2 separate regions of the Zea mays genome follow, and region 1 is linked to region 2. Evidence: chromatin contacts called from public Hi-C data. All regions are on one chromosome and are shown on one strand. The core of a region is the stretch at or near the end of the contact, and the rest is flanking DNA. Distances in the headings are between cores, read along the strand shown. Region 1 holds the start of LOC100273232 (cytochrome b561). Region 2 holds the start of LOC100273531.

What was found. Hi-C and Micro-C count contacts between places; a contact is called where the count stands out from the background.
Region 1: a Hi-C map of ear shows a contact between it and region 2, with 3 times the contacts expected there. The contact joins the promoter of LOC100273232 here to the promoter of LOC100273531 in region 2. A contact is called at or near these places in 10 of 25 Hi-C or Micro-C datasets (bundle sheath, ear, leaf and 3 more) and 1 of 3 datasets of contacts at active chromatin or transcription factors (leaf).

The regions. Positions count from the first base shown.
Region 1 is chr1:224,267,488-224,270,187 of Zm-B73-REFERENCE-NAM-5.0, forward strand. LOC100273232 (cytochrome b561) reads right to left here and starts at 1,320. Exons shown (of 4, transcript NM_001147674.1): 1 at 1,119-1,320; 2 at 335-383. The coding sequence starts at 1,271. LOC100274041 reads right to left here. Exons shown (of 5, transcript NM_001148422.1): 5 at 2,549-2,700.
Region 2 is chr1:223,950,864-223,953,563 of Zm-B73-REFERENCE-NAM-5.0, forward strand. It overlaps LOC100273531, which reads left to right and starts at 1,432. Exons shown (of 14, transcript NM_001147949.1): 1 at 1,432-2,117; 2 at 2,313-2,410; 3 at 2,541-2,700. The coding sequence starts at 2,006.

The DNA.
Region 1 (2,700 bases), core at 70-2,569, 320 kb after region 2:
TTTCAAGCTTTCTGTATATTTACTTGATGATACTACATAATTTCCTGTTGATTTGAGCAAGAAAAACATACAAAGTATCTAACTTTTCATATTAGCAAGTTTGGTTCAATCAACAATCACAAGTACCAACAAAACAAGAAATTATTTATGCAAGATGTGATAATGCTAGACTCTTTGTCCCATGGGGAAATTAATTAGTTGGATAAATGTTTCTGGGTTTCTGAAACAAAACTGTGCTCGTATTGCAGTGAATGAGATAGTATCATGAAATGGTATTCTGAAATTTCAATATGCAACAATATTGTTCACAGCACAGGAGTAGTCATGTCCTGACCTTCGCCATTCAAGGCCACCAAACCAATCAGCATTAACACTGGGTGAACCTGAAAGAGAGGAAGAAATTTTATTTGCTGAAATATCTTTTTAGCAGAGTATAAGCATTGTTCCTAGTTTTTACATTCCAACCATCAGGAATCAGGACACACTAGTCACTAGCCACTGGATCATCTTTTTATCTTTCCTTGCTTTTTTTGGTTTTGCAGCTAAACATTAGTGGTAGTGGAAGGAACAAAACTGCAATAACTTGTAGTACTCCACACACAGATCGATCAGTTGGACAATTCACAATGTACTAACACGGATGGAAGGGAATCAAATAGATAGAAACATAAAAAGAACTAAGAAGAGAAATTCTATTCATCTGTGGACATTACACTAAATCATCACCAAACGCACGATAAGACTGCGAAAGAAAAACGTGTAAACAAGAAAATTTTCTTCTATGAACTAGCAGATATAACGAAAGAAATCACCACTCCGGCAAAAATTCGTACCTATGCTAAAACTCTCCAACGATTAGGCGATTACCAAACCACTGACCCAAAGGTTTCCTCCCAAAACTGTATAAAGTTCGCCATTACTACCCATTGACCAGACAGAAGAACCACCAAACCAAGAATTCCGCCATAGGGGAAACGCTCGGTCCAACTCTTGAAGAGTCGATCAAACGCTCCCACGCAATAGACACCAAGATCAACACTTGATCCACTGTTGCAAACGAGATAGCGGCAGAAAAATCGGAAGGAGGCAAGGGAAGTTTTTGTTTTGGTGCCCCTTACGTTGAAGAGGGGGAGCTTGCTCTCCTCTTCGGTGGAGAGCGCCATGCCGCCTCGGAAGTGGACGGCCCAGAAGAGGATCGCCGCCGCGGCGGCCAAGCCCAGCAGCCGCACGAGCCCGAAGACCGGGAACCTTACCGCCGGCGCCGCCGCCATCGCCTCCGCCTCCGGTAGCGGGATCGGGATTCGGGAGATCGAAACAGGAGCGGGGACTGGGTGCGTTTCAATCAAGCACGCGAAGTCGCTGAAGCCATTTCAGATCGGACATGAACACGAACTACCATAAAAACGTTTTCCTCAACAGGACGCGGATTCCAGTTGACCTCTGTCTGCTTTACGCTTTGCACACGTCGCACTCGCGTATGGCTGACAGGCTAGTTGTCCGAGAGTAGAAACGAGGACTGGTGATCTACGAATTTATCACATACTTTTAGGCTCAATTAAAATGGTCATTGCAGCTGTCAACATTTTCCTCTAGGCTCAATCCATCTATGAACTATCAAAATTGGCCATTTCGGTCATCAAACTTTTCTTTTGAATTCATCCTTGATCCTCATCATCTAACATGGCACATCATATTGTCATGCATCATTAGCCCCCTGCATCAAATGTTAGGATATGCTTAAGTGAAGCAACTAGATCTAGTGACCACAGATGCGGCACGCGGTTGATGTTAACAGTGCACTATATGATGGGCGCACAAAAACAGAAAACCCGATAAAGTAGCGAAGGGCTACAAGCGATGGAGTGTTATGGTTGAGAAGATCTTAGAGTTGTGGTGCCTTCCGAGTTGCTTTGTGCCTAGAAAAATTAAATGTGATGTGGCATGTAGTATGATACTAGAACTGACAAGACATGTAAAATATATGCCATGCAGAGGAAAAGTGAGAATAATCCCAAAAAATGATGGACAGCAAAAATAACTATTAGATTAGCGCAAATTAAGTTCATGTTACTATAAATCTTGCCAAATGGTGGACCAGCTAAAGGCTTAGTCATGATATCGGTCACTTGATCCTTGAAGGATATGATCCACACATCTAATTGGTAAGATGTCACCTGCTTATAAATAAGTGGTAGTCAACTTCCATATATTTGGTGTGATGATGAAAATAGGGATTCATCAAAAGGTAGGTAGCTCCAATGTTGTCACACCAGAGAGTTGGTTGTCGTGGTATGCCAAGTTTCAAAATCAGCACTTACACATAAATAAGTCCTGCACTAGCATTAGTGACCTTATATTCAGACTTCAAACTAGAACATGATACAATTTGGTGATTTGGAAACTCCAAGAAATAACTCCGCCTATATTGTCTCAGCATATGTTGGTGCAACATAGCCTGGTCCTAAGTCCAGGTACAACGAGAAGGGTTGCATTAGACGTGGCGAGCCAGCTATAAAAACCAAGTAACGATATGCACCAAGAGCTCATTCAAATCAATCACTATCATCATGGACAGATGTCAAGTTAGGCTATTACAATGACCACAGAACATCATTCAGCATGGCACATAAGCCACGCCATGACATTCAGTATTCGACACAGTAAGGACATCATCAGTAACTAACGGTTTCACATTATTAG
Region 2 (2,700 bases), core at 182-2,681:
TCCTAGGGAAATACAAACGCTCAAAGGTTGGGACAACCCGACGGGAACGAGACGCGGCGGGGGAGGAGAATACACGGATGGAGAAGATCGAGGAGAGGTCCCGTACCTGAGAAGCCGCCGGTGTGGGGAGGAGAGGGAGCGACGGTGTGGGGAGGAGCGGGAGCGACGGCGGCTGGTTGGGAGCGCGACAACCCTAGCGCCGTATCCCAAGCGTTTCGTAGAAGCCAACTGAAGGCCGCTTCGCAGGGCGCCGTAGGCGGGTCGCTTCTATGCGAAGCGCTGCGACGAAAAGCCGCCTCTGAAGCTGGCCGTTTGGATACAGCTTCAGCTTCTGGCGACCAGAAGCCGCCCAGAAGCTGAAACAAACAGCCGCTATATTGGTTTGTCACGTGTCATATAACTGTTATCATCAAATATGATTGGGGTGTCATTGCCCATGTACTGGTTTGATTTAGTTGCACGGATATTATACTGTTTTGATTTAAGGTTGTTGTAGGCCCAAACACGCCTTGCTATAACCTCTAGCAATCGTCACACTTAGCGTCCTACCGTGCAGGCAACGCCGCAACGGTTGTTTTTTTTGGCGGCGGCACGACCTCGCACGACCATATTTGGCTGTGCCGTGCCCATGGCGCGTCACATGCGCCCGCTGCCGCTGCCCCTGCCCCGCTGCAGCACGAGCCAAGCCACGGCCGGCACAAGTTCACACTCTCCAGACCGTCTCTCCTTTTCCTCGATCTGCAACACAAAAAGCAGGCAGAGCGCCAACCAAAGCATAAAAGCTGTGCTCAGCACAGTAGGAAAAGTTCCCTTGGCTCTGTGTGGGAGAAAACAAATGTTTCTTCATGGTTTATTTAAGTCTTTAATAAATTTTAGTTTAAAAATAAATGGAAATAAAGTCTGGTCTTAATTCTATCTAGTCATTAAATGTGAAGTTTAAAGCTTATTAGGGCATGTACAGTGGAGAGACACCAAAACGGTTCTCTAAGCACAGGAGACAACTAAGAGACTGTATTGTACAATGGAGTGTCTACAAACGTAGTCTATTAATAAATACAGAATTAAATGTATTTGTATAGCATCAGATCGATAGAACAGACGACAAATTCGTACAGTGGGAAGTGAGGCGTCTGTTGCTACTTGGTTTACGAGCCAGATGCGTCTCTTCGCGGAGAGACGGCTCTAAGATTTTTTTGCAAATAACCCCTTAAACACCTTAAGAGCATCCACATTAAACACCACTGTACATGCCCTTAGCACCCTAGTGAAGATACACCCAGAGAGATAAAGTAGAGAGGGAGGGGTTTTGTTTTTTGTTTCACGTCCACCGTTTTTCTTCACAGTTCACACCACAATCTCTTTCCCTCTGGGCTGTCTGGCTGGCCTGTGCCGTCGCCTTTCCGGTGCAAAAGATTTTGTTGGCCTTGGGAAGCGCGGAGCGTGTTTTCCTCCCTCCGTTCCGGTGGGGGGTGGCAACTGGCAACGCAAAAGCCTGACTCCAATCCCATTGCTGCTGGAAAGCACAAAGCAGCGATGGTAAAAGAGGATGAAGGCCATGGCGACAGAGTGGCCGCCGACGCTCCTTTCCGTGTGGTGTAGGGCTGCAGATTCCTTCGCGCTCCTCCTGCTCCCAGCGAGGAAAAGAGAGCACGAACTAAACTAGGAACCATCCCTCCCCGGCATTCATTCCCTTGCCCTTTTTTCACCGAATTGTAGCGGTTGTTGCTTTCCTGTTCAGGTGCCTTGTTCTTGGCCTCCTTCGCACGCAAAGAACCGCCGGTCGTATTGCTCTCCGCACTCACCCACCGCGCTGCTGCTGCTCGACTGCTCGTGGAAGGGTTCTTATTGGCCGCCTGTTCCTGCTTTGCGGTTTCTTGCTCTGCTTTTGAGTGGAGCCGCTGTGGAGTGGACGGTGTGGTGTGGTGTGGGTCGGCGGTGAGGTGAAAGGCTTGGTTTCTTTCTTTCTTGCGAGGGAGGATAAGGGAAAGGGAAGGCGAAGAGGAGGATGGCCGGAGGAGGGGCGGCGCCGCCGCCGAAGCAGGAGGAGCTGCAGCCGCACCCGGTGAAGGACCAGCTTCCCAGCGTGTCCTACTGCATCACAAGCCCACCGCCCTGGCGTACGTCTCTTTCAATATCACTCACCTCACCTGGGATTGGGACCTCTCGATTCCAATGCTGGAGTAGAACTACTCTGTGTACTGACGTTGATGTTTTTCCACATGGTCGCTGTGTTGATACTGATAGTGGTCCTGATTTCTACAGTACTAGGTTATTTTTGACTTGTTTCCTGTCGCCTGACCTTGAACATGCAGCTGAGGCTGTCATCCTTGGATTCCAGCACTACATTGTGATGCTGGGCACATCCGTCATCATACCAAGTGCTCTTGTTCCCCAGATGGGAGGAGGAAACGTGAGTAAACCAATCACCTCTACGTGTTCTGAATCCAAGATTTGATAGCCATCTAGTCTGTGAACTGAATTGTGATGCCAATAAAGCTCAACTATCTATTGCTGTGCACCTCCTTTCTGTCTGCTGCTAGGAGGAGAAGGCCAGGGTGATTCAGACGCTGCTGTTCGTTGCCGGCATCAACACCCTATGCCAGTCATTCTTTGGGACTCGCCTCCCAGCGGTGATGGGTGGATCCTACACCATCGTCGCACCCACCATTTCCATCATCATGGCCGGCCGTTACAGCAACG